2 separate regions of the Mus musculus genome follow, and region 1 is linked to region 2. Evidence: chromatin contacts called from public promoter capture Hi-C data. All regions are on one chromosome and are shown on one strand. Each heading gives the region's core, a stretch centred on a gene start, on an enhancer-like site or on the middle of the called end of the contact. The rest is flanking DNA. Distances are from core to core; before and after follow the strand shown. Region 1 overlaps Crhr2 (corticotropin releasing hormone receptor 2). Region 2 overlaps Gars (glycyl-tRNA synthetase).

Region 1 (6,510 bases), core at 1,188-3,687, 72 kb before region 2:
GATCCTAAATGACTTTGCCTTTTGGATTAGACTTTACTGTCATCTGCTCCTTAGCGAGTGTCTGAGCTGTCACTGTGGTCCTTTCTCTCTTATCCACTCATTCTTTCATCACCATACAACTCCTCCTCTTACAGGAAGCCCTCCAAGGCCTGGTTAGTTATCTTTCCCATATATTAACCTTTATGTCTCTCCAATTTATCTGGGCCAGGAAAGCTAGACTGCAGCCTGCCTTTCCTGCCTCTGCCCTTTCTCTAAGCTTAGGATACCTTGCCTGGGACACTTAAAGTCACCACAGGACCTAACACACAGAAGGCCATCCAGAAGCATTTGCCGGGAGCTTTAGTGATAGAGGACAGGGCACTACATTGGTGTATCCCATCCACCTTTTGGGGCTGAGAGAAGGGGTAGACTCCTGTCTCAAAGGTGTCCCTTTCTCGACCACTTCCCCAGCCCTTGGGGGGCTCCAGGAGAGGCAGGAGCACTGCTTTCCAAGGGGACTTGAGCATCTCCTGCTGAGCTGTCTCTCTCTCTGCAGGAAAGGTAATAGACATGAGGAGTGAGAGACATAACTGGGTGCCTGGCCAGTAACCCTCACCTCTAATCCCCTAGGTGGCCCAACCAGGCCAGGCACCCCAGGACCAGCCCCTGTGGACACTTTTGGAGCAGTACTGCCACAGGACCACAACTGGGAATTTTTCAGGTATGCATGCTTGCCCACCCCCACCCTATCCCGCACTCGTCCTGGGACCTGAGGGGAGCCCTGGAGCTTGAGCAAAGCAGCTCAGTTGGATAGCACACAGAGCCCTGGCTGTAAGGCCCAATTTGGTCTCTTCACTGGAGTCCTTGCATAGTATCCTTCTCTATTACAACTGTGGGCTCTTGATCAATGACAAGAATTTGGCCAGAAAGCCTCTTCTTGCTCACTGTCCCTGCCTGGGTACCTGAAAAAAAAAATCAACTAGACTGGTGTGTTCAGGAGCCTAGAGAGGGGATGACCCTTCTGCTTTCAAACTCAGCCAAAAGGCAAGACTAGCAGAAGGTGTAAAAACATCTCTGGTTGCCGTGGCTACAGGCATCACCCCAGTATGGTCCTGTGAAACAGCAGCCAGGCTCTGGGCTCTGACCCTCTGAGGTTTCCAGAAGCTGACTCACACAGTGAGGGGAAGTGCTGCGGAAGGCGGAGTTGATAGCTCTAGGGAGACATTTCGAGGGCCCCACCCTCCCTCCCCAGACTTCCAAAGGGCTGGTTCACAGAAACAGCATGGAAAGAGGACTTGGGAGAGGGAGGGTGTCCTATGGCTCAGAACCTGTCAGGGCTCAAGGGAACAGGAGTGCTGGCCAGCCCTGGACATCCAAACACAACCTGAGGCAGACATAAAGAGGTTAAATCCCACCCCCTGCACCTCTGCTGTGGGGCTGTGCAGAATGAGACCAATCTTGTCCCAGCTCCTCCATGCAGCAGCTGTGGGGCTTTAGGCAAGACACCTGTCTCTAGGAGTTTCCTAGACTACTGTGACAAAGCACTGGACTGGGGTGACTTGATGGATTCAAACTCATCTCCTCCCTATTCTGGAGTCTGGAAGGGCATGGCCAAGGGTTGGCTTGGGTTGGCTACTCCAAGGCCTCTCTCTGGACTTTCCTGTCCTCGGGTCTTCCCTCTGAGAGAACCTGTCCCACCTTCTTAGAAGGCCACTCATCTTAAGAACTGGGCCTGCTGGCCAAATTGCATCCATATTTGAATCACCTCTGTAAAGAACCCAGACCCAGTGAAGACCACAGTCTTAGTTATTGGGACTTTGGATTACAATGTGAGAATTTGGAGGGATAGCACTCAGCCTACATCTCTGTTTCTTCATCCATTAGAATTAGGGTTTAAGTCTATCTAATAGGCACACTTTGGCAGAGGGGACAGACAGCATGGGCCATGCCTAGCAGACAGGAGTGCCATCCCTTCCTGCACTTTGTCATCAGAGGAAACACTGCTGTTCAAAGACACCCTGGCCTCTCCCTGCCCTCTGCTTGAAAAGGTGGGACAGATGCCCCACCCCCAACCTGAGATGGGGGAGAAGGCCATCCTCTTAGACACCACCCTCCCTGCCCCATTTTTAAGGCTTCTTTCCGTCTGCTGACAAAACCCACTGGCACTATTTATACAAAATTTGGTTGAAAAACCCTTTTGACTCATCAGATAAGAGTTCGTCTCAGTTTGGCGGGAGCCTCGTGCCCCTTAGGAGTTCACAGTCCACAGAGTCTCACCTTGCTTATTTATTTGTTTTTGTTGTTGTTGTTTTGAGGTCTTTTTCATTTTGTTTTGTTTTCACCAGAAGCGAGCTGTGATTGTGGCCACAGCTTTCTAACCTGTGCTTCTCTCTAATAACTGCGAGTGACTGCTTCCTTGTGTCATTAAATATTCATCCAGCGCATCGCTGGTGACGCTGCCTAGCAGCCACTGTGAGGACACATCATCCCTCATTAGCCACGGCCCTGGGGTGGACACGGGCACTGTTAGGATGCCTGCTGGGCTGCGGAACCTGCTTCTGTAGTCCCCGAGTGGGAGCGGTCTCTTCTCTCGTGTCCACTAGTTAGGAGAATGTGGAATGACTAAGGGAAGCACAACCACGCTCACCATCGCTCAGAGAATCTTACGTGCGGAAAACTGAAAAGAAAAAAAAAAGAGCGAGGGAGTGAGTGATAAATGCAGCATTCAAGATGGTGCTTCCTCTGGGAAGGCATGTGTGGATAAATATGGGCATGACTGCTAATATCTGTTCCAGATTGGGTGGCCAGCTCATTATGGTCACTGCTATACAAACGCTTCCATTAAAGAAAAGACTATAAAAGTTAGACTGTGTATGTGGGCTGATGATGACAAGGGACTGTAAATCAAAGACTATGACCAATTGTGCTGTATGCCCCTGTGGTCCAAAATAAATGAAAAAATCCACATAGTCAGGAGAGCAATTATAACTTCCAGCAAGCCCTTAATGGAATATTTCTATTTTATTCATCACACATGCAATTACATATATTTGGAAAATGCCTGGAAATTATTGGGAGGCATATTATTTATTCTATTCAGAGACAATATAAGGGTCCAAAGGCATCCAAGGAATCTTTTAAGTAACTTTCCAACTCAAGATGCATGGATACTCATACACAAAGACACTCGTGTGTGTACACACACAGAGGAATACTACTATTAGTTAGAGGGGCAGGGAGTCTGGCCAGGGAGACAGAACCCTGGGTATTTCTCAACCCTATGGCTAAGGAACTTGCTTGGTTTTTGTTTTCTGTTTTCCCCTGTGTAATGGACAACCATCTCTGGAACACTCTGACGGGTGTTGGAGACTCTGGGGGAAGTTAGTGAACAGGCTTGCCCACCCATGGAGCCTCATGTAAATAGAGTTGGCTAAGTCCAGGTTGGTAGAACTTTGTTGAGAACTAGAGCACTCCCTATAAATAGGGAAGCATCTTGAGCAGTAGGGGCAGAAGAGGTAAGACCACAGCTGCATGCTTACGGGAAGGGAAAAGAGGCTGCAGGGCATTCTAAATGGTGGGCAGAGCATGGCAGAAGCACAGAGCACCCAGCCAGCAACAGGTGAAAATGGGGCGAGCTCACCAAGTGTCTTCTTTACAGTGCCAAAGACACTGGCCCCACCCTGAAGGCTATGCAGAGCTAATCCTGAAAGATGACATGACCACAATTGTAAAGTCTTCTCATCTTCCCTGTGAAGGAAGTGGGATGCCAGCTGCAGTGCTGCAGAGATGAATACAGCTGGCAGGCTGGGACAGGGAACTGACTCTCCCTCCTCTGCATATCTGTACAGTGCATGTGTGGGGTGGGATTATCATGACAGGCGTTTCCTGGTCCCACAGTGTGGATCCGTTGTTGAGCATCGGGACACCATATCACCTCCTCTGTTCTTAGGCAGAGTTGGGGGAGACATGGCCCTGACCGTCCCTCAATGTCATAGTTTAAGAGAGATACACCACACCTCACTATGACTCCAGAAGAAAATCTCATTGCTTGTCCCTAGCCATCCCTAAATGGACTTCCTGTCTACACTGTGGTATGGAGGGCAGCCTCTCACAGAAGCAAGGGCTGTCCTTTTAAACCTTGTTGTCCACTTGACACTTGCATGGCGGGAGTGTAAATGAGAGCATGTGTAGTTTTGTCTGAGCACAGCACTCTGACAGTAGAGTCTCTGTGGTGCTCTGTAGGCCTATTTAATGGCATTGATGGGGCTGTGCAGTGGGTGTGTCTAAGCTGGCCTGGCACTATGCATCACCACCATAGCTATATCAGTGGTGGCCCTTGAGACACTGAGGAGCAGAAACACACTCCTCACCCCAGGCTCCTCCTGACAACAGGACACTCCCTGGCACCTGATGCAGACCCCTGAACCTACTCTCCCATGTTCCTGGCCCTGTCAGTCTGGAATGCAGATACTTTCCAAATACTTGTCCTTTCATGCCTAGCTTGGGTCTGTAATAGGACTGACCAGACACCACAGGAGCCTATGTCCTTCTTACCTTTTCCCCTTTACTAACAAACAACCCCCACCTTGCTTATATAGAGCTGGATCTAATCTAAGGAAAGTGTTCTTTTCAATTTCTTCTTCATTTACCCATTTGCCAGCCTTGAAGTAGGCAGTGAAGCCAGTTGGTTTTCCTATGTAACATCTCGAATCGTGTATCAGTTGTCTCTGTAAATATGAGATCATGAAGAAATGGGGCCATATCCTGGGGTCCTAGAGATCTTAGGGATTCATAGGGCCATATCCTGGGGTCCTAGAGATCTTAGGGATTCATACATTTAGGATGCACAGTAGCTTTTGGTCCTGACACGGAACTGGTCGTTATCCAGAGGAAACTCTGTTAAGCAAGCAAGTCACCCAGACCAACCCCTATTCTGTAGCAACCCGCATATAAAGGGGCAGGCCACGTGTGCTCACCGCCTCCTTGCTATGGTATGTATATGGTATTCCTCCTGAGCCGAGCTCCGATCAGGAATAAAGTCACCCTTTGAGCTTGGCTTGGTTTCCCTCTTCTCTGCACTATGACAGTATACGAAGAGCCATCTTTTGCTAGTGAAGGAGATTGCGTCCCTGTGAGGACCAACCCAGCTACTCGTGCTCTGACCTAAGGCTCTGCCAAGAGTTGGACCAGGGCCCTAACTGTCCATCCAGGGAGGCAGAGGACAGATCTGTCTGGAGCTCTGCAAGTCTCCCTTCCAGTGGGCAGATCCTGGAGAGAGTCCAGGGCTCAGCCTGGTCTTACTGCTCGTGAACTCGCTCCCTCTGCTTGGGAGTGTCAGCACTATTAATACAGAGTCGAGGAAGATTGTACAAAGGCAATGGCCCGTTCTTTGCCTTTCTCCACCTAGAGCACTGGCCTCTTCAGGATGGGTTTGACCTTCACTAGAACCTCGTCCCCATTGGAGGGTGCAGGGGGACAGGACTCATTCTAGAGCCTCTTACACCATAGATGCTCTAGACTGTGAAGGAACTCAGGAAATGTGCCACTGGTGGAGAAAACTCAGGAAGACTCTTGCCTCAGGCAACATGACAGAAAGGAGAGGCAAAGTAGAATCCAGACAGAGAGAAAGACACACCTAGGCAGGTTCCTCAACCTAGGCACATCCACTTCACAGGCGTGGAGTTATAAGCCCACCCTGAGCACTCTGAGATAGTTAGGTCCATTCAACTAATCCCCAGGCAAGCATCACTAGGGAGGGGAGTGCGGGGGGGGGGGGTGGGCAGAATCTCTACAGGGGTGCTCCTGCCTCCATTCCTGCTGGTGGGAAACACTAACTTTTTTCCCTTCCTCAAATGGCCCTTCATAAGCCAGGAGAAAGAGATCTTTTTCCCCTCTCACTCTATCTGGTGCCCAGGACACTAAAACCTTCAAGTCTTCCAGATCATTTTAATTAATTTCTTCCTAGATGTCCTCCTCTCACCGCTGGTGGCAAATCTGCCAGTGTGAAACCTGGTGTTGTCACCGGTTCCTGGCTCCTGCTGGGAGCCATCTACCAACTCCACTCTCTGCAACCCTCCGGGGCTCCGTCAACCCATTTACTTCCCCGGGGCACAAATCTGCTGCTGGGCTGACTAGTTGGCCCTATCCATCTCTAATGTCCTCCGTTGGGAGAATATTTCTGAGTCAAAAGCAGACCAACTTTGGCTGGCGATAGGTGTAGGAGGGTGGCATAGATCTCCTGCAGCCCCGAGGCCTGCAACCCTCGATCCTCGGAGGAGTTATTCGGCCACCCATAGATCGCCAGCACTGAGGCCATTCTAGGGACTTGTCGGGTCCAGAGGGCACCGAGAGCCGCGGTCCCGACGGGGCTGGAGACAGAGCCCCGCCCCCGACGCCGCCATTGGTCGTGGTGGAGCGGGCGGCCCCTCAGCTCCGCGAGCCCCGCGGCTTCTCTTGGCCAAGGTCCTGGGGTGATCGATCAATTGCGGAGCCCCGAAGCTGCCCGACTGGCCCGGGGTGGGCGGGGAGGAG
Region 2 (6,684 bases), core at 2,273-4,772:
AAAATAGGCTAAGGGTAGCAAAGAGTCTAGCAATTTCCATGAAAGAAAAGCAAAATGTTAAAAATCAGCATGGTGGCGAAGGCTGATGAGGAATGCCAATTCAAAAAGATTTAAAAACAAACAAACAAAACAAAATAACCCAAAGTGGGTAGGTGGGACAGTTCAGTGGGAAAGGGTATTCAGCACCAAGCCTGACGGCCTGAGTTCAAACCCAGGGATCTATGCAGAGGAAGGAGAGTGCCAACCTGACTCCCTATAGCTGTTGTCTGGCCTCCACCCTAGACCACAGCAGGGGCCACTCCTTCTCTCACAAGGTAAATAAGTAAACTTGACAAAACCAAAACAAGCCAGCAAATGTGAGAGTTCTCTACCCAGTTTTAGACAGACCAATGGGCTTTAGAGCTAGGCATGAATGCTATGCTTGTAATCCCAACAACTGAGAGGCTGAGGCAGGGGGATCACATCAAGCTGGTGGCCAGCTTGTGCTAGTCATGAGGTCTAGACTACTTTGGGCTAGACAGAGACTTCGATGAAAAGACACAGGAAGAAAAGTAGGACCACAACTGTTTGTCGTTAGCCACAGAAGAAAACGTGAGGTATGCTCCATGACTGACACAGTGTAAGAAAAACTGTAAATGCATTTTGCTCAGGCAGAACTCCAGACAGGCGTGGGTTGTTCTGATGTGTCTCCCGACTGCTCACCTGGGCCAAGACACTTTCCATCTCTGACTTCTTCTCAGCAGAGCACTTCTTATCTGACATCAGTTTCTGTAAATGAGCTAGAACAACAGTGCTGGTAAGCGACAGTTTCCAGCAAGGAAGGAGGGCACATTCTGAGCGCCAATGCTGGGCAATGAAGACAAATACAAACTATATATTTGGGATAGGGGTGGGGAGAGGCTGGAGAGATGGCTCAGCAGGTAAGAGCACTGACTGCTCTACTGAAGGTCCTGAGTTCAATTCCCAGCAACCACATGGTAGCTCACAGCCACCCATAATGAGATCTGACGCCCTCTTAAGGGGAATCTGAAGACAGCTACAGTGTACTTAATTATAATATTAAATAAATCTTTAAATATATATTATATAAATAAAATTTATATATTATATATGAATATATTATTTATTTATTTTATGTGTATATGAGTACACTACTGCTCTCTTCAGACACCAGAAGAGGGCATCAGATCCCATTACAGATGGTCATGAGCCACCCTGTAGTTGCCGAGAATTGAATTCAGGACCTTTGAAAGAGCAGCCAGTGCTCTTACCCGCTGAGCCATCTCTCCAGGACCCGAAGCTAATGTTCTTATCTTCTACTTGTTCACTGACACTTTCGCAGGGAGGTCTTGATGTTACCTAGGTAGAAAACCTCGTGCTGATGATGGAATCCAGGACTCTAAACATGCTAAGCAGTCTACCACTGAACTACAGTCCCGGCCCATAATAATGTCTTGATCACTTGCTGATTAGAAAAATTACTACCTGAATATAACTAATCTGTAGGTGACTCTGTAACATAAGCTTGAAACGTATGTTTAGTCTGAATATGTTAAAACAAGCCAATTTTTAAAAAACAGAAAAACTTGAGAAATAAGTCCAACCTTGTTTTGATGAAGTACAAGAAAGATGCAGACGCATACCTTTCAACAGGTGGTCTGCTCGGAAGCACTCTCCGTTCTTCACGTCCTTCACCATGAAGTCAGCAAATTTGTCTACGTGGCCAGAGGTCCTAAGTGAACAAGCAAACCAACAAGTGAACACACACTTCTAGTTACTTCAAATGATGTTCTGCTGGGACACACAAGTGAAAGGATGTCTTGCTAGAGCAAGCACGTGAAAGACTGTTCTCCTGAAGCAGACATGTGAGAGGACACTTGATAAATATGACCCCACAGACAGTGGGGGATGAGTGCTGAGCCTCGGTTTGCTCCACCTTTCTAGTCTCTGCTCACCACAGGCATGTATTGGTTCACCTTAAGTTGTGTTGTCGAGCTCAACTTGTGCTAACTCTGCCATTGAGAGAAACTTGCCCAAGAACTGCTCCTGAGACCCCCACAGCAGCTTTTAGCTTCTGCAGCCTCATCTCAGGCCAGCTGGGGAGCCTGGTGGTTTCTCCAGGATTGAGCTACAGCTGCCTGGTGTCTGCTTGCTCAAAGGACTGGACCAAAGCTGTTGGTTAGAGCCTGTTGTCTGCCTGCCTAGAGGACTGGTCTGCAGCTGCTGAGCCATATTTGGTGTCTGCTATGCGACTGAACTGCTGAGAAAGAAGAGCAAGCTCACCCTAAACAACTACTGCTGAACAGGTCCACTTCCCCCACATCCTAAAGACTTTTCTCTTCCACTACCTCTGCTGGGTGGTAGGGTAGAGGAGAGGGTGAACCCTTATTAAAAGTACGTACAAAAAATCTATGCTTACAAGTATGTTTATCTAGAGTTTAGATTCATGCATATCAAGATGGAAACTACATCTAAAGTAACAATATATGGCAGACAGAGACACATGCCCTGAGAAAACTTTCTTCTACCCTCTCAAGTATTTCTTGCCCAGGAAAAAAGAGATTAGCTAGATTATACACATTTACAAACTGTCTTAAGGCTATATGACATTTCAGGATAATTCAAGCTTAGCGAAGGCCAAAGCCATCAGGGATCTGATGAGCTAAGACTCACAGCTCAGCAGATCCTCACCTACAGTGACTTTAGTATTTAGTTACTGTAAGTGAGACAATTAGCTCAACGAATTTATCCAGATCTTACAGACTCATCAACGGGGACACCTCGGATTACTAAGAGCACCTCAAAGAGGCTAATAATAAGAACTGCTCCTTCCCAGACAGCATTAAATGGTAATAAGGGTGAGACACAAAGAGATAAGAATTCCTCTTGCACAGTTACAGAAACCCCACCCTACCTGCAATAATCTTGAATCTTATCCTTTGCATTTAGGTGAGAATGCCTACTATACTAGCATTTTACACCATGGAAATAAATAGCCAAGGGAATATCCACAAATGTAGCTATGCAAACACAAATTCATAAATACTTTAACTTAAATCCGTCAGTTAGCACACTAAACTATGTTACACTTGTAAAACAGAACATTATGCTATCATCAAGAAAAATGCTTTTTAAAATTATTCATTCGCTGTATGTCCGTATGTGGGTGTATGTGACAAGGTCAGAGGGCAAGCTGTAGGAGTTAGCTCACCCTCTATACCATGTGGGGCTAACTAACTAAACTAAGGTTATCAGTTTTGCCAGCAAACACTTTGACCTGCAGAAGGGGACAAACAGCAATTTCAACGTGGCCACCTGTGAGCAGCAGGTATATACTGCTTTTGTTTGTTCTTCACTAATTTTCTAAATGAACACAGATAGCTTTTGTAATCAAAGGGTTAGCTATTAACTTGTAAAGGCCCTCTCCCACCGAAGCAGAAGCTCACTTTAAAACTGGCTCAGGGGTGAGCATGGTGCAGTCAATCTCCAGGATCTGCTCCTCTTGGATAAAGTGCTGCCTCCAGGCCTGGATGATATTGTTCTTCAAAGCACATCCTACCGGCCCGAAGTCATACAATCCACTGACACCTGTGAGGGAGAGAGGTAAACGTGGCTTTTCCTGTCACTCTGACTCAGATGTTGCCCACAGTGCAAGCCCTCTGCGCCAAAGAGCGTTACTTACTGCTGGCTGACTGTGGGAAACCTAAAAGCTCCCTCTACTCACTGAAAAGGCAGACTGCAATGTATGTGGAGAAACAGCTACACAGGCAGGGAAAAATTACCTAAGGGCCAGCACTGCCTTCTCTGAATTACGTTGGGTACTTGGGCTGTCATTTAAACCTCAAGAGGTAAGACATTCAAAGATGTGCTTAGCAAATCCAGGCAAGATACAGTGACAAAGCACTACAGGCTGATCACTTCGAGGACCTGTTTAACCAGTAGGCCGTTCTTATAGCACTCAGAAAGACTTGTGTCATCTTCCTGCCTGAAGAACACCTTCCCTGACGAATGCCCACAAAGAATAAGCCAAGGCCCATGTATAACAGTGGTCTGTGAGGAGAGGCAGCCAGGTATCAGAACTACAATAACATTCTACACACCCAGGGTACCAGCAGGCCTTAGGAAGAATGCACCAATATACACACAGCCACAGCAAATGCCTAGTGTCTGAGCTTGTAATCACTACCCACTATGAGAAAAAAGGCTCCAAGAATTCTCAGATGGAGTGAGAGACCTTGATACACTCAGCCTTTTCCCCCCCCACGCCCCCCACGCCCCCCACCCCCCCCACCCCCCCCCCCCCGTGCTCAGGGTACTTTGCAGAAGAGGTGGCAGAGTGTAAGACCCGAGGGGATGAAAGGACACCAAGGAAACCAGGCCTTCTAAACAACAGGAGCAACACCTATGTGAGCTCAGAGACCGAGGCAGTGTGCGCAGGGCCTGCACCAAACAGACGCAGACACACGTCCCTAACCCTAGCCCAGAGGCTAAATGAAAGATTGGTTCTCTCTAACTCTCGCTGGGGACACAAACTACTCCCAAGGGCAGGACACATGCCCAGCAGTAGATGCCAACAGAAAAGGAGCTCAAAGGTCATGCCAGGGTGCTTTCTTTTTCCTTCTGAAAATTTAATTTCTTTTATTTTTTTAATTCTTTTCTTTCTTTCCATCCTACGGGTCCTCTATGCGCGTATTATGGCTTCCAGTTTCATGTTCTTACGGGATTCCCGAGTGTGGGTGAGCACGTCTCTGTGCCTTTATCTGCTTCTTGGGCTTTCTCTTCTGTTTTGTTTCATTCCATTCCAATCTGGGTTTTTTTTTCCCTCTCTTATTACATTTATTCAATTGACCTTTAGATATCCGTTAGTTTTCCAGGGAGAGACAGAAAGGAGGTGGATATGGATGAGAGGAAAAAGTGGGAAGGAAAACTGGCGCACGCCTTTAATCCCAGCACTCGGGAGGCAGAGACAGGTGGATTTTTGAGTTCAAGGCCAGCCTGGTCTACAGAGTGAGTTCCAGGACAGCCAGGGCTACACAGAGAAACCTTGTCTCAGAAAAAGAAAAGAAAAAGAAAAAAAAGAAAACTATCCATTTAAAAAAAAAAAAAAGGCCGACAGGGCCGACAGTGGTGACACACACCTTTAATCCCAGCACTCAGGATGCAGAAGCAAGGAGACTCTAGGTTTGAGGCCAGCCTGGTCTACAGAGTTCTAGGACAGGACAGCCATGGCTACACAGAGAAACTGTCTTAGAAAAAAAATATATAAACAAAGAAATAAATTTTACAAGGGGGTGGGAGGGTAATTAACAGAGTGGGGAGTACTAAGAGTTTATGCAAATATCAACTCTTGAACAACAAAAATGTAAATTACATGACTTCTCTCCTTTATGGGATCTGACACAATTGAATAAACATCAGTTAGCAAGCCAAGCTCTTGACAAAGCATAGTGTGATTTAGATAAGTTTGGCCCCAAAGACACACTTTAGAATACTTGGCTCAAAGGAAGTGGTACTACTAAGAGGTGTGGCCTTATTGGAGGAAGTGTTGGGGTGGGCTTGAGGTTTCCCAAGCTCAGACTCTGCTCAGCGTGGAGAGACCCTCCTCCCAGCTGCTTGCAGAAGACAGTGTCCTGGCTGCCTTCTGATCAAGATATAGAACTCAGCTTCTTCTCCAGCACCCTGTCTGCCCCATGCTGCCATGCTTCCCATCATTCACTGTGGCTTCATTCACCCCCTACCTCCATAAATAGCAAAAGCCTGATCGTAGAAAAACCTCCTCTTCAACGTATCTTCCATTTTTGCTCTATCTACGATGTCATCTTTGGGCTGCAATGCCAGCTCCTATAAGAGCAAACAAGAAGAGAGTAATTGGACAGGTAGGCGGGGTTCTAACACATCTGAATTTGGTAGAATCCAGTATAAAATGCTAGAGATGTAAGACGTTGAGGAGCTAAAGTGGAGGCCTCAGTCCCCACAAACACTTTGAGCAGCAGTAAAGAAGCTGTGATAGTTTGGATCTTAAAGTCCCCAGCAGCTCAGAGTTGAAGGCTCATTGGCTCTCCAGTTGACAGTGTTGCTGGAAGTGATGGAAACACCACGAGACGCGCTCGCGCTCTCGCTCTCTCTGTCTGTCTGTGTGTGTGTGTGTGTGTGTGTGTGTGTGTGTGTGTGTGTGTGTTGAGGCAACAGTGTCCCTCCCCATGTCATTTGCACCACAGGTCTGAGCAAACAGGCTGAATATAGACAATAACGCCTGACACTCTAGCCCAATAAGCCTTTGATTCCTGAGATGTGTCGCTCACAGCAATGGGAAGCTGAATAATGCAGACACTGCTACTCACGTAGCAGATATGATTACTTACGATTGGAGTCTTTCTGCCTACAATCCCAGAATTGAGTTATCGAGCCAGAAGGAGTTTAAAGTCAAACTGACTACAGTAAGACTTGCTCTCAAGAAAACAAAAAACAGACAGGACTACTACACTTCTTTGAAGTAATTTAAGCAATATCTCAGTTTATAATGTATTATGTAAGACATCACTTTAAAACCTCAGCTGCAAGGCTCAGGAGATGGCCTAGCAGGTAAGTGCTATTGACTAACACAGGCCTGAATTCAGCAGCCCCCTCTGTACCCACATAAAAGCACAGTGTGGGGTCATGGATCTGTAACCCCAGCGTTGAGGA

Evidence for each region. Capture Hi-C pulls out chosen DNA fragments and counts their contacts.
Region 1: a promoter capture Hi-C map of pancreatic islet shows a contact between it and region 2. The contact joins two enhancer-like sites. A contact is called at or near these places in 1 of 484 Hi-C or Micro-C datasets (nephron progenitors) and 2 of 9 other capture datasets (adipose tissue and pancreatic islet).

What each region holds. Positions count from the first base shown.
Region 1 is chr6:55,117,873-55,124,382 of GRCm38.p6, reverse strand. It overlaps Crhr2 (corticotropin releasing hormone receptor 2), which reads left to right. Exons shown (of 13, transcript NM_001288618.1): 2 at 610-700. Among named protein-coding and RNA genes, the nearest start is that of Crhr2, 12 kb to the left of the region's middle. Within about 2 kb of position 2,437, at least 2 of the 459 cell types and tissues checked have an H3K27ac peak or open chromatin away from gene starts, as enhancers often do. A contact at or near this core is called in pancreatic islet, where this site is marked.
Region 2 is chr6:55,047,224-55,053,907 of GRCm38.p6, reverse strand. Gars (glycyl-tRNA synthetase) reads right to left here. Exons shown (of 17, transcript NM_180678.3): 3 at 5,739-5,841; 4 at 3,447-3,588; 5 at 1,644-1,732; 6 at 703-779. Among named protein-coding and RNA genes, the nearest start is that of Gars, 13 kb to the right of the region's middle. Within about 2 kb of position 3,522, at least 10 of the 459 cell types and tissues checked have an H3K27ac peak or open chromatin away from gene starts, as enhancers often do. A contact at or near this core is called in pancreatic islet, where this site is marked.